2 separate regions of the Manis pentadactyla genome follow, and region 1 is linked to region 2. Evidence: chromatin contacts called from public Hi-C data. All regions are on one chromosome and are shown on one strand. The core of a region is the stretch at or near the end of the contact, and the rest is flanking DNA. Distances in the headings are between cores, read along the strand shown. Region 1 holds the start of ENDOU (endonuclease, poly(U) specific). Region 2 holds the start of ASB8 (ankyrin repeat and SOCS box containing 8).

The links. A called contact is a pair of places that touch in the nucleus more often than the background predicts.
Region 1: a contact with region 2 is called in a Hi-C map of fibroblasts, with 4 times the contacts expected there. The contact joins the promoter of ENDOU here to the promoter of ASB8 in region 2. A contact is called at or near these places in 2 of 3 Hi-C or Micro-C datasets (fibroblasts and skin fibroblasts).

What each region holds. Positions count from the first base shown.
Region 1 is chr10:105,795,255-105,801,919 of mManPen7.hap1, reverse strand. It overlaps ENDOU (endonuclease, poly(U) specific), which reads right to left and starts at 1,504. Exons shown (of 10, transcript XM_036904717.2): 1 at 1,294-1,504. The coding sequence starts at 1,348. RAPGEF3 (Rap guanine nucleotide exchange factor 3) reads right to left here. Exons shown (of 28, transcript XM_036904707.2): 28 at 3,855-6,665.
Region 2 is chr10:105,425,502-105,432,609 of mManPen7.hap1, reverse strand. It overlaps ASB8 (ankyrin repeat and SOCS box containing 8), which reads right to left and starts at 3,087. Exons shown (of 4, transcript XM_036904744.2): 1 at 1,896-3,087.

The sequences.
Region 1 (6,665 bases), core at 255-2,754, 370 kb before region 2:
ACTCCTCCATGGGGTTCATGTTCTTGCATCTGAGTTCTGAGATGTCGGAAATAGGCTAGACAGGAGCAGAGCCTCTTCCCTCCCATCTTAGGAAAGCAGGAAGCATCACCCACTGGACCCTGACTTCCCCGGAGTCCAAATGTCTGGAGTTGCCCTCCTCTCCTGAGGCTGGGATGTGCCAGTCCAGCTGCCACTCCTTCACATTAAGGTAGAATATCTTACGTGTGCACACCCCTCTCTACCACAGGCTCTCGGCCACCCAGAGCCCTGGCAGAGCTGATTCTTGGCTGCTCCGCAGGCGGGCTGGAGTAGAGATACCCAATTCCATCCTGTGTTGGGAGGACTGGGAACAGCTCTCCCCAGCACAGTTTTCCATTTAGGAATCCCATTAAGGTCTCCTTATCCACAACCTTTCCAGAAATGACTCTAAAATGTACATATTATTTATATAAAAATATATAAATAATCGTATATTTAAATCAAAACCACAGTACATTGAGATTTCACATGTGGGGTGCTTCTGACGCATTATCTTACTTAATCCTTACAACAGTCCTATGTAGGAACAACCTGGGTTGGGTGGGATGCGTATCAAGCTCTGATTCGTTCTTCTCTGGGCAGGGGAGGATTCTCCCTCCACCCCTCAGCTCCGCCTCTTCCTTGGGCACTCATTCCCACCCACCCATTAGCCACCACCTAACACACCAGCACCTGCATCTCACCCAGCTATGAAGCAGGAAAGTGTTCCTTTTCTTTTGGTTCCCTCCCTGTACCTCTAGTAACAGGCTCTTCTCTGTGCTTTAACTCCCCTAACACTGGGACAAATTCCTCTGACCTCTCGTGCATCCCCAGGTAGCATGCGGCCCACCTCGGTCAAGGCTTTTCCAGTTTCTTCCTGAGCCTGCCCAGCTCCTCACCCTGAGAAAATGTACCCAGAACACCTCACCTATCCCTAGCACTGGAGGGAGTGGCAAGGGCAGCCCCAGCTTTATCCCATAAGTGGCTTGGGAAAACAAAGTCTTAGTGAGATCAAAAGTCAGGGTGGACTAAAGGATGTTTGTGGCCGGCCTTCCAAGGTATCCCTACCATTAGGCCTCAGTCCTGCAACTCCCTTTACACAGTCGGCTCCACTCCAGAGGCAACTCCCGACCTCAGACAAGGGCAGGTCTAAGCCACGGGGCTTTAGGATAGAGCTGACTCTCCCTTGTCCCACTGCCCTCCCCTCTACCAAGTTCCCCAACTTTCTGCTTCTTTATGCAGGACCCCTCCCACCCCCATCAGACAGCAACTCACCAGCCCAGGCCAGGCCGCAGAGCATGGCCACTATCAGGGACACACCAGTCTTCATGTTGCCCAGTTGGAGCCAAAAGGGGATTGGCTGTTGGACTTCTACTAGAGTCAAGGTGAATGTCTCAGCTCTCAAATGAACCTTATTTCCCAGGCTGGTCCTTTTAAAAACATCAGAACTTGTGGCTCTGGTACCTCCAGATCCATCCAGGAAGAAAAGAGGGGAGGGAGGGACCGCAGATGGGTAGGAGGTGGAGAGAGGGTGGAATCCAACAGCTGTTTGAAGCTGGAGGGAAGGTGACTCAGCCGGCAGGTAATGCCAGATGTTTAGAACAGGTAATGCTAGCTCTTTGTAGCTAGAAAATAGGTCGTGAAAGCAGGCACAGCGTGTGGGCCTAGTTTGGGGGATTCTCTGTCTAAATTAGGAGCATGCATGGGCTTATCTTTGGGCGATGCCCTCCAAATACCCACCTACCTTTAAGCCACAGGCCTGACCCCCCAGGGGGCTACAGACTGGCTTCATCTTTGAACTGCTGGTGCTTAGCATGAGCAAGGAACATAATGAGATGATCATTACAAGTGTGACAAACAGTAAGTGCTTGAGCAAGCATTAGGGTCATTGGAAAGAGAGTTACAGGAGGCATGGGTCAAAAACAAGGCTGTTTTTATTACCGTCAAGCTGGACTGACATGCTAAATCACCCTAGAAATATTATGCAAATGAGTCCCTAACTCTTACTGAGTCAGCATCTCAGGTTTTACATGTTTCAGGGTCCCATAGCTTGCAGGTTTATGGGGCCAGGGAGAGGCTAAGCCCCTTAGAGGCAGCCGAAGGACCCACCCTTCTTTTCCTGGGGCCCACAGCCCCGTTCCTTTCATCCCCTACTTACCCCCTCTCCCTGAGGACCCCTCCCAGAGAGGGGTGACGCTTCTCAGGGCTCCTTTCTTCCCAAGTCCAAGCCCAAAGGTACAACAACTTGGGGCTGCCAAGATTTCCCCCAATAATAAAGGTAAGATGGTAAGGTCTGCTAAGTAAAATGCCCTTTCCAGAGGGCGCACTGCATGGAGATTCTCAGCCCTCTCAAAACTGAAAACTCATTGAAAAAGGCAGAGCTGATGGACCATTGAGACCATTCTACAGGTATTTTTTCTGGGGGTGAGCATGTGCCCCTCAGCCAGTGTGCTCTTAACAACTCTCTCTCTCTTTGTCTTCAGTTTTCTCATCTTTGAAATAATGGACTTGGATCTGATAATCCCTTACAGTTTGCAGACTATAATTCTGAGGCTTCCTGTCCACACCCAGGTGGAGCCCCTGTGGTAGATTAATGGGGACCCCCAACCCCTTGCTGTGCGGAAATGAGACCAAGTGTGGGGCCTCCTGGGTGGAAAGGTTGGCCTGGGGCAAGCCGCCTGGCAAGGGACTCACACCAGAAACGCAACTGAGGAGTAAGCCTGGCTCTTTCCTCCAGGAAGGAAGTCCAGTCAAAGGGAGAAGGCGCAGGAATGGCCGCTTCATTTGCATCAGCTTTATTTGCACAACCCAGAAGCAGGCTGCTAAGTCCCTGACAGGCAAATCCTCATCCTCCCCAGCCTGGCAACTTGTGAACATTTCTCAGACTCTGGTTAGTTTAGGGAATAAAGGAGAGTGTCACTGGCTGGTCCAGGAAAAAAGGACGCCTCAAAATTTGGTATTAATTGTCTGTGTCTTCCACAGGCCCAGCTGGGGGAACCCTGGCTGAGGCCAAAGCTGTCAGAGTGGGAATGAGGTCTGGCCAGGGTGGCCCTGAATCCAGCTGAACTGACTGTGGAATAGACCTTCCAGGGCATGAGTGCCTCCCTCCATCAGGGGAATTTTAGGTCAGGAGCAAGGCTGGGAGCTGGAGATACAGTTGAGACTGACCCCTAGAGCCAGGTGGGTAGTCTGAAGACCTGGGTGCTTCTGACCGTATCCCCCGACCAGAACCATGTGAGCCTTGAGGACAGCCACCAGCACTGGCTGAGCACCTGCATGCCACACCCCAAGGGCTTCCGCATTTGTGAGCGCCTCCATCCTCATGACAACCCTTAATGGCTATAACTGTGGTATTTTACAGATGAGGAAACTGAGGCAAAGATGTGCCCAGGAGCACACAGTTATTAGACCTCACTGCCTAGAGGCCATCCGCACGAACATGATGCCACATCACCACAAAGTCACACCATCTAAGTGCATCAAGCAGCCGCAGCAGTAAAGGTGTCTGGGTCACTAGGTTACTATCAGATTCTCTGGGATTAAAGGGACCTCAGGGGCAGCTAGCCCCACCCCTCATGTGATGCTGCAATGCCCTCAGCAGCCAAAGTGGTTGTCCTGCCTCCATGGGAATGCCTCCAGTGCCTCTCAGGGCTGCTCATCCCCACCTCCCAGATCTGATTCCCAAGCTTTGGGACTTTATACACCAAGACATGCTGACTTGGAAAAAAGTAGATGGGACAATAGGAAAAAAATCCATTCAGCCAGTATATGAACATATATCAGTACATTCATACAAAGATGCCTCATAGATAAACTTAGATGCACATAAAAATGTATACAGAGACAAACACATTAAATTGTATTTCAGACAGCTTTCTCTTCCTGGCTGGCCTGGTCTGGGCAGGTAACTCTGCTGCTCCTCCTGCCAAGTTTTCCCCCAGTCAGGTCTTCACATCAGCTCTCTGCCCTTGATTGAAAGCTCTTCCAGTCAGCCACTGGGGGCAACCAGCAGGTCAGGGGTCCCCGGAGGCTGGGTCCTGGGGGCCAGGGGTGGGAAGGTTAGCCAGAGCTGCAGGGGGGATGATGTGCCCACAGTGAAGACACCAACAGGGTGCCTCCTCCGCATCAGGAAGTGAGGCGGGGTGCAGCTGCGCCTACGTGGAGGCCTGGAGCGTGGGGAAGAGGGTGAAGCCACCTGGGCAAGGATCCAGGAGGCAGCCAGCTGTCAGTGGTGTGGGAAATGGGAATTCCATCAGGAAATATTTACAGAGTGCTCACTATATGCCCGGTGCAGTGATGCTGTTACTGGACTGGCAGGGCTCAGGCTGGAAAACTGCTCCTGGTTTCCGGTGGGGCAGGGGTCAGAGAAGTTCCAGCATTAGGCCACTGCTTGAAGTAGGCCCCACTCATCTCTGGACTACCAAGCTGGTCAAGGGTCTGTTAGGACCAACAGGCTATGGGAGATGCTGACCCAGAGGACTACTGAAGGGCACATATGCCCAGGCCAGCCTATTCCACACTCTTGTCCCCATGAGACCAAGGCGGGGACCCACCAGCACAGGACCAGAGACTGACAGGCCCAGAGGCTAGCCCAGCACACAAGCCTGGAGTCGCCTCCTGAGGGCATCCCCAGCTCCTGGAGATGCTGGATCTTCAGTCTCCATCCCACTATGGCCTGGGAGTGTCCCAGGATAGAGGCCCAGGAGGTCACCTACATCTGATCACTGATGAGCCACCTCAGTCTGCAGTTACCTCTTACTGAATGTGTCCTAGAATGGCTCCATGTGTGACTTTCTCACAGTGGTTTGTATGCTGTGTACCATGTTTGCATTTCCAGGCATTTCTTTTGAAGTCGGTGGGCAGCCCTGACATTCAGCACACATACCGCCTGCCCTCTGCGCATTAGTCAGACATACCACCTGGGCCATTCATCACAGAGACCCAGGCTGTGCTTCTGGTTCTGCTGGCCAGGTCCCATGCCAGTCCTCTGCTCACCAGCTGTCCATCTCCTACACCCCCTCCAGCCCCAGCACAAACCCACCTGTCCACAAAACCTGACTCCATCCCTCCCGCCCTGAGGGTCCCTCCTGCCTGTGGACTCAGCTCTGGACAGCTATGCTGTATGCCTTTGACGTGTCACAGCCACCTCTGATAGATACTGTTTCCAATAAGGTGTCCTGGGCCCCCTCTGCTGCTTTCTATTGTCATCCAATGTGTGTTAGATAACTGTCAGCATGTGCTGTGCCCAGCAATGAATGAATGAATGAGCAAACGGAGCCTTCCAGCCCGTTTGTGCTAAAGGCTGGAGAGAAGACAATGAGCCCAGCATAGAGCACATGGCTCCTGTTACAAGATTTGGAGGCCCCAATTTGTACATGGGTGGGGCTTATGGGCAGTAGGTGGGAATGGGGTACAGAGACTCACAGTGTGGTTGTGTTCTCATAGCAAACACACTGTTTTCAGCGGTACTGTAAATTTTCTGGGACTGATGGAAACTTGAGGGGACCAGGACCCCCAGGCCTCCCCAGAAACCACCGCAAGGAGCAGCCACCATGGGGGTCAGACAGAACCATCCACAGTGGAGCATAACTTCATTCTGCTTTTCAGGAGCCTGCCTGTATTTTTCCCTAGCTGTGCTAATGTTTGTTTCATGCTGCCTAATAGTAATTATAAAATAAAATTTCTATTCATGTCCTCAAACCTCAATGGCTTTGGAGATGATCTAGAGGCACGAATGGAAACAAAGAGAAGCAGATAAAGTAGGCAGACAGTGATGATGCAGCCTGAGATAGTGAGGGGGTGGGCAAGGGTGAGACGGAGACAGAGCCGGGCGGAGGTGGCCGGACGAGCCGGGTGCTGGCACGAGGCCCCTTTGCCAGCCTCCTATCCCAGGTGTGCTTCTGACCTCACAGGACTGGCAGGAGCAATTCCTACCATGGCCTATAGATCTACAGTCTCAGAATCACAATTACTGTGCTAAGGTAGGTGGATTGTGGGTATTTTCCCCCTTTCTCACTCACTTGTTCATTCATTCCGCTGTGCTAACGAGGTGGCTGCCGGGGTGAGGAGTTCAGCATCCAAAGATGGAGGGAGACTATGGACAGAGTACACTGAAAGCTGTGACTGGGGGAGCAGAACACAGTGCCACAACCACCGGTTCCAAAGCCACACCGCCTGGGTCTGACTCCCAGCTTGGCTTACCCACCAGCTGACAGCTCTGGGCAGCGGCCCTGACCTCTCTGTGCCTCGATGCCCCCAGAACTATGAGATCTCTTGCAGGAATCTTGTAAAATTGAATGAATCAATATTTGGGAAGCTTTTAAAACAGCGCCTGGCACATAATGAGACCAAATGAGAAGTACTTGTTCAAAAAAAAAACAACAAAAGACCTAATTTAGGATGATTAGGGAAGGCCTTCCAGAAAAAAATGACATTTAAAACAGAAACATGAAGCACAACAAAGTGGCAGTTTATCTAATCTAAACTCTCCATAATGTGATTTCTTTTTATAACTCCAAAAAAAAATTTTGTATTTTTAAAATGTTCACTTTTGAGTATTTTTGAGTCTTGGGGATGACTCTACATACTGTCACACTGCCACACCATCTAACTCACCTGGTTTGGTTGCCAAAGGTGACCACCCATTT
Region 2 (7,108 bases), core at 1,838-4,337:
CTACCTGCCCAAAAAGAGGGAAAAGGCTCTGGAGCAAATACACCTGTTAATAAAACATGGTGTCTGTGAAACACTTTAAAACGTCTTCAGCAAAGGAAAAAAAAAAAGGGAAATATTTGAAGTAATATTCTAAAATAAGGAATGCAAAACTATAATTACTCTGGCATCATCTATATAAAGTTAGAAAAAAATTCAAAGTTCAGTGACATATGCTTGCAGCTGTAGGAAAACCAGCAGATTTAAGAGTGAGAAATTAATTTAAAAATTTAATAATTGGCTGTTCATGACAACTGAGAGATAGACTGGAGTAAATGTATGCTGGAACCACAACATGATAAAGAGTTCTGGGACGGATGAAGCAAATAATGCAACATACTTAAATTCAACTATGATGAAAATTTTGGCTGTATAAGAGCCATCTACTAGTTGGGGAACCTACAAAATTATAGCAAACAACATGGAGCATTTCTATGAAAAAGCATATATTAAAAAATGTAAAGAAAATATAGCATGCAGCATCAGCTCTCTAGGTGAGGGAATCCCTGTTCTTATTAAACTATACTTTTTAAACTTGGAGGTAAATACAGTAGTGTTTTCAATAGTGCTTGGCATATGGCAGGTTCTCCATAAATACTTGAGCTAATGTAAAACTTATTAGTTTGGATCCTAAAAAAATTCAAGACTTGCTATAATTAAACACATTACACATATGATGATTACTAAGGGAAAAATCCTAAAATTATTTTGGTCTCTTCATACTATGTACTTTTTGCTTTGGTTTTGTGAAGGAGTATCCCCTTATACACTATGTAATATCCTATAAACTCTAATAGTTCTATCTTGCTAATCAGTAGCTATTTTTGTCTAAGGTATATAAAGTACTAATGAACAGAATGAAGTTTAAAATTCAATTCAAAGGTATCGATGATTAAAATTGGGTATTTTCTCCCTTACTTCATTATGAATGAATAAGCTTACACATTTGTTTACATGTGTCTCTGAAATTTGCTGGACAGTTTAGCTTGGCATATGTTTTAGTCTCTCCAATAGCCACTAAACTCAGAAACAAGGGTTTGTATCTCACACTTCTTTGCTGCAAGGAAAAAGGAAAAAGAAGACAGGTGCATTTGAGTCGGCGATTCCAAGAATGGGGGCAGAAGACAAGCGCATCTAAAGTGTAAGGCTTAGACTGTGGTGGTTCTATTAACCATTTCTGAGCCAGTCTGAAGGAACTAAAACCTGCAGTCATTTTCGGGGCGCTCTTGGACTCCAGGCTAATAACTCCTAACTCAGCATATGACTAGTTGTTCTCGACTGCCGCCTCTAAGCTGGTGAAGAGCGAAGCTTGGCGGCAGACTGACCACATTCACTGTCAGGAAGGGTCAAGGAATTCTAAACTCGGCCTCTCTCTGGACAGCAGCCCGTGCGGTTTGCCCCAAGTGGCCTCTTTCCTCTGCTGGAGCTGAAAGCCCTGTCTCCCTCCCTCGCTGTCGCTTCCGATCCAAAGAAAACACAAGAGGTTTCACTGCGAAGCAAGGAGCAGAGTGCGGAAGCGGCGACAGTCCCCAGCCCCGCCGCGCCTGCCGGTCGGACTCGCCGAGCTCCGTCCCGCCGAGGGGCCAACGGCAAGAGCATCGAGCGAGAACGTGTGCCGGCGCTCTCTGCTTGGGCTCCCTAAAGACCGCAGCAACCCCGAAGGCCTCCCGGGGCCGGCCCTGCACGGCGGTCGCTCAATGCGCGCTCGGAGAGCCCCAAGTCCGACCGACTCCCTCCCGGACCTCCCCGGGCCCGGAGCTACGTCTCAGCCTGAGGGAAGCGGAGGAAGCACTGCTGGGCGTGGAGGCCCGGGCGAGGGTGCCCGGGGCAGGTGTACCCGCCGCGAGGGCCGCACTCACCGGGCCGCGGGGCTGAGCGGGGCGGAGACAGCCGCTGTCAACGCGTGACCCGGAAACAGAAGCTGTCTCCCGCGGCCCGCGGCGTGCGGACTGTGAGGCGCGGCTAGACCAGCGCCTGCGCGCCGGTCAGCGTCCGTAGGGGGCTGCGCCTGCGCAGACCTGGGAAACCGTTCCCGTTCGACGGGCCGCTGAGGCGATTGCTCGCTCCTCACCCAGAGGCTCTGCGCACAGGCGCAGCGTGGCCCTCTCGGACGCAGCCTCGAAGAAAGCTCAGGGCGGGGCTGGCGCCCGTCCCGGGCCTCGCTGCCGGGTCCGTCCATGCTCTCTGCTGCGCGGCCGCGCGCCTCGTGCCCGCGTCGCTCCCAGACTCGCTGCACTAATCCGCTGCTCGGGAGGCTGCACTTGTAGTAACTGAAGTTCCTTGGCAGAGAAAAGAGCCTTAGAGCATTGGTCATAGTATTGGAACGCATCTGTGTTCCTCTGGCGCCTCCTGGGTGCTGTGCACCCTCCCTCCACGGAGCTGTGCCAAGGATGAAAACGACCGCCCCAAAGGTGTGACTCAGTTGTGGACGCCTGAGAAAGGTGTGAATGCTAACAGCCCTTCCTGCCCAGTCATGCCGACACCTCGGAGAGACGGGCTTCGCAAGCAAAGCGTGAACACAGCGAAGCGAGAGGTGCACAGCACATGGAAAGGGCAGAGTGGCGCACACAGGCCTACCGTTCGAGCAGAGATCCACCCAGTAGCCTATTTGACCAAGTGCCCAGTACCTGCTTCCCGAAGCTTGGCCTAAGCAGCAGTCTGACGGGTGTGAGAGGCCAGCGCCGCCCAGACAGTTAACACCCATCAGCGAAGGGAAAACTTGCTATGAAGCGAGCCTCCTCCGCGGTCCAAACTCAAAGGATTTGTTCTATGCAGGACTGTGTCTCTTACCTCCTGCCACTCTGCTATGGTGAGATTGTCCAATTTTTCAAAAGAACTGAATGCCAAGTTTTTTCTACAAAAGTGAATTCTCCCAAACTGCAAATGTAGTCCACATTAAAATAAACAAACAACAAAACCAGTCATTTTTAAAATCAGGCAACTTTCAGCCTGCAAGCCACCAGTCCCAGCCTCTGTATTAAAGGGCTGCTTTGCTCATAGGCGGCTCTGTGGAAGGGGGTTTCAGGGCAGACCTTGGATTGGGATGGAGTCTGGGGAGTTGATCTGAAGCTGTATCTACATATCAACTACACTGTGTTTCATTCAAGATTTACTTGGGAAAGCTTGAAGGAACCTGAATGAAATTATGTGGAGGCTAGGGTTCGCCCACCCGCAAAGCTACCCTGTAGCATTTGATGCAACTCAGCAAATGGAAACAGTTTGATTCTGTGCCCACTGCCATTGCTTCTAAACCAGAATCTGTTAGGGCGTCAAGAACATTTGAACCTCCAAACACAAAGGCAAGAGATACTTGTGTTGGTGCTGATCCAAAATGACGGGGGCCTGGGAGAGGGGATTTGTTCTGTGAACATAAATCCTTTCTGGCAGCCAGCAGAGAAGATCATAGGAAAAACCAAGCCACCTACATACACATCTTGTCCAGACTTAACTTAATTTAAGTCAGAACCTCTCAAACTCCCATGCATGTGTCTAGAACTGTGTGACTCACATTAATAGCCCAGTGGTATATTCTCCCCTAAGGATCTCCCCTTGGGTCTTACTTGGCTGGGGAATTAATCAGATAAGACTCAGAGATATAGTAAATTCCATTCAACGATGCTATTGGTCCAGGCTGCTAAGTCACCCACTCTCTAGATCCAGTAAGACCTGTTGAGGGGTTGGTAACTGCTTCTCTGGATTTCATCTTATTAAGTCTAGCTCTAGTGGGTCCACTGCTCTGTCTCAGAGAATCCTCAGAACAAAAGGAGGAGGTTCCCCCCCTGTACACAGCAGAAATGATAGGGGCCAAGGAGCAGCAGATGAAAGCACTGTCCCTGCAGGGCGGCAGCCCCCTTCTCTGAGGTTCCATGCCTTGGCCGCTCTTGCTCAGTGTCATGTGCCCGGCTCTGAGACTGATAGTTCCTTCATTCCACTTCTTTGGGCACCAGTTTTCTCATTTGTAAAATGAGGGAATTGGCTGAAATAATCTTTAAATATCCTTCTATTTCTATAAATTCTGAATCCACCTAATTCCTAAGCAAAAAATTCAACTTCCAAAATTTTTACTCCCTAGTCCAAATAAGAACACCTTTACGGCTATTAGAATACTACCATATTGTGGGACCTGTGAAGGATTAATTAGAAGATGGCAAAGCCTACACAGTTCCTGTTTCATTTTTGCTTCTGGTGCCTCCTTCCTAGAGCATGGTAAAGACAGTGCTGACTCCTAGCTTTAGTTTTTAAAAGTTATTTATATTATAAAAATGGTCAAGCTTACCAAAACACTAGAAAGAATAGTATGATTATATCCTATTATGATATCCTTATATTCATCACCTATATTTAACAAATCAACATTTCGCCAATTATTTTTAATCTAATTTTTTGTTTCTTTATCATTTTGTACAGCCTTAGGGTTTTGAAGTGAAGAACTCGGATACTATCCACAGTTCCTGCAGCTTTGAAGGAAATTTTTTTCTGAGAAGCCTTGATTTGATATCCCATAAGTATTTTTAAAACCTGAATTATCTCATGTTTATATGTCCATTTCTTCCTTTCTAGAGAAGGGATTGCCTTGCCAATGGGTTTCAGCCCTGGGCAAATTCGCTATGGAGTCAGGGTGACCAAAGAAAATGACAGCAAAGCGTTCTTGGGGGTGAAAGGGTTATACCCAACTTTATTCTCACAGTGGCAGGTCAGTCACTAGAATCCTGTTCACTCAGAGCAAGTCTGCATGCAGCACGCTGGTCTCTGCCTCTGGGCCCCTCTGTCCGCACAGTCGTCCCGCAAGGCTGTCCTCTGGGCCTCTGTCGTTGGGGCTGCCACCCTCCAGCCTCTGCTCTGCTCTCCTGCAGCCTGGCAGCCCTGCAGCCCTGCCACCATGTCGCGCCCAGTGCACCGTCGGAGTTCTTTTTATAGAGTCAACAGCCATGTATTGCCCACATATGTGCAGTGAGCTAGTCAGCCACGGCTAGGTGAGAATCCTGGCCACAGGAACTCTCATTTTATCCATAGGGATGAATATGTTTTCTGTGTTGTCTCTTCTCTCAAAATTTCCTGGTTGGCAAATGCTAAAGTATAAAAATTGTGGGACACTCCCAACATCTTTGTAAGAATGATTAGTCTCTCAGGCAGTGATAAAACAAGCCATCCATGAGATTATTTCATAGTGTCTCTGAGGATCTGCTGCACAAGCAGAGGAGTTTTCAGACTGGCTCATTTATACATTCATCAAACATTTACTGAAAACCTGCTTCGCTGCATGCTCTGTGCTCAGCAGTGCAAGGAAGACAGGCGTGGAGAGATACATTTCCCTATTGTTAAGGGTCAGAGACAGATTTTCAAGTAATTGCAATTTAAAGATAATTACATCAACAGTTTTCACATACAAGTCAATGTTGAAGAACAATTGTGCTTGGTGAGATCCAGAGAGCATAGAGAGGGAGGGTCTGTGAAGAGGTTCCTCGGGGGAAATATGCTTGAGTTGTTGAGTGCCCATTCCCTTCCCACCCAGAGGGAGAAGCTGTGCTAGGGCTTCAACCTCCTCCTCACGCCTAAAGAGGCACTTCTGTGGGACCAGAGAGTTGTTAAAACACAGAGAACTGCACTTACTTTTGCCCAAAGACTAAAGAAGGCAATAGTGCAAGGCAGAGATGGGGGGCACTGGGATCTGCCAGCATTCCCAGATTAGGCAGGGATGACAGATGTGTAATGTGTCCCTGGGACAGATCTTGGCCATTTAGTAGACAGTCAGCATGGGGTTGCTTTTGGCCTATCTGTCTGGAGGTGTGGAAGGACCTAGTGGCCCAAAGCTAGAGATGAATACAGGAATCCTAGAACCCACAGAGATTGTTGCCAGCAAACCCCTGCATCTGTTTTGCAAAGGGACTCAAGTGAGAGGTCTCTGATGAGACTTTACAAAGAACCTGTAAAAGTATCATACAGAAAGAAGAGTCAGTTGACGCCACCTGCCAGACCCAGGTAGTACAGCGTCATCTATCAAAACAGAACTGCTCTGGTCTCCTGGCTGTCCTGCCTCCTCCCACTTTTACACAGCAGGTCCAAAAGCAGTTACCTATGGGGAAGGAGATAAATTGAGGCAAAAATTGAAGGCAGGAAGCTACCAGCCATAGGAGGCCTTAAGTGGGGAGGAGGAGAAGAAGTCAGACTGGTACCTTAGAATGAACTCTGATTGATTTGATTACTGTCTTGAACTGGAAACATTTTGATTACTAAATCAAGACTCTTTTTTGACTTAAAATGATTCTTACTTAAAAGATTGCCAATTATCAAAGAATGAACCAAAAAGTCAGGGAGTCTGCCCAATTTTCCAGTCAGGGACAGGAGATTATCCCTTCCCAATAAATATTTTTAAAAGATGGCAAAGGCCAAAAGATAAAGTGATATTTTGATAACATCCCATGAATCTTGCATTAAACATCCCAGTTCCATCTCTATACAATTCAGTTTGTTGTTTCTGACCTTCATGTGTTGATTACAACTGATTCCCTGAGTTGTTTTTACTTTTTAAAAACATTTTGTGTCTCTCCTCAGAGTTTTAGGTCATCATTTCTTCTCTCCCCTGCAAGTTCCAGTTCTGCTCTCAAGAAGTACTCATTAGATGTTGTTGATTGACAGTACAACTAGTGTTCCTATTTTCAGACCTTGGCACAAACATGAACTAGAAATTGGATAATGATGTTTTGCTTGTTAAGATTGCTGCTGTCACTGTCCAGCATGTATTAGTGTCCAGTCTCCTTGGGCAGATGCCATTGAGCTGTCCCAGATTATAGGCTGGGTGTCTTGCTCTTTGAGCCTGTGGCTTCCTAATGGCCACAGGCTTTTGTACAGCTTCTTTTTGGAGTGAAAAACTTCCTTCACCTGCGGACTCCAAACCTTTTCTTGATTTCAAGGGTGATCCTCTAGGGCGTGAGTGCGCTGGAGGAGAGAGATTCTGCCTTCGACTTAAGTAATAGGAAACCTTTCACAACAGTTCCCTGGCTGCTGGCCAGGACTCGTCAGTTGCTCTTCTGTCTAAAAAGGTCTCATCCTGCTTCAGGGGCCGCTTGGCTAA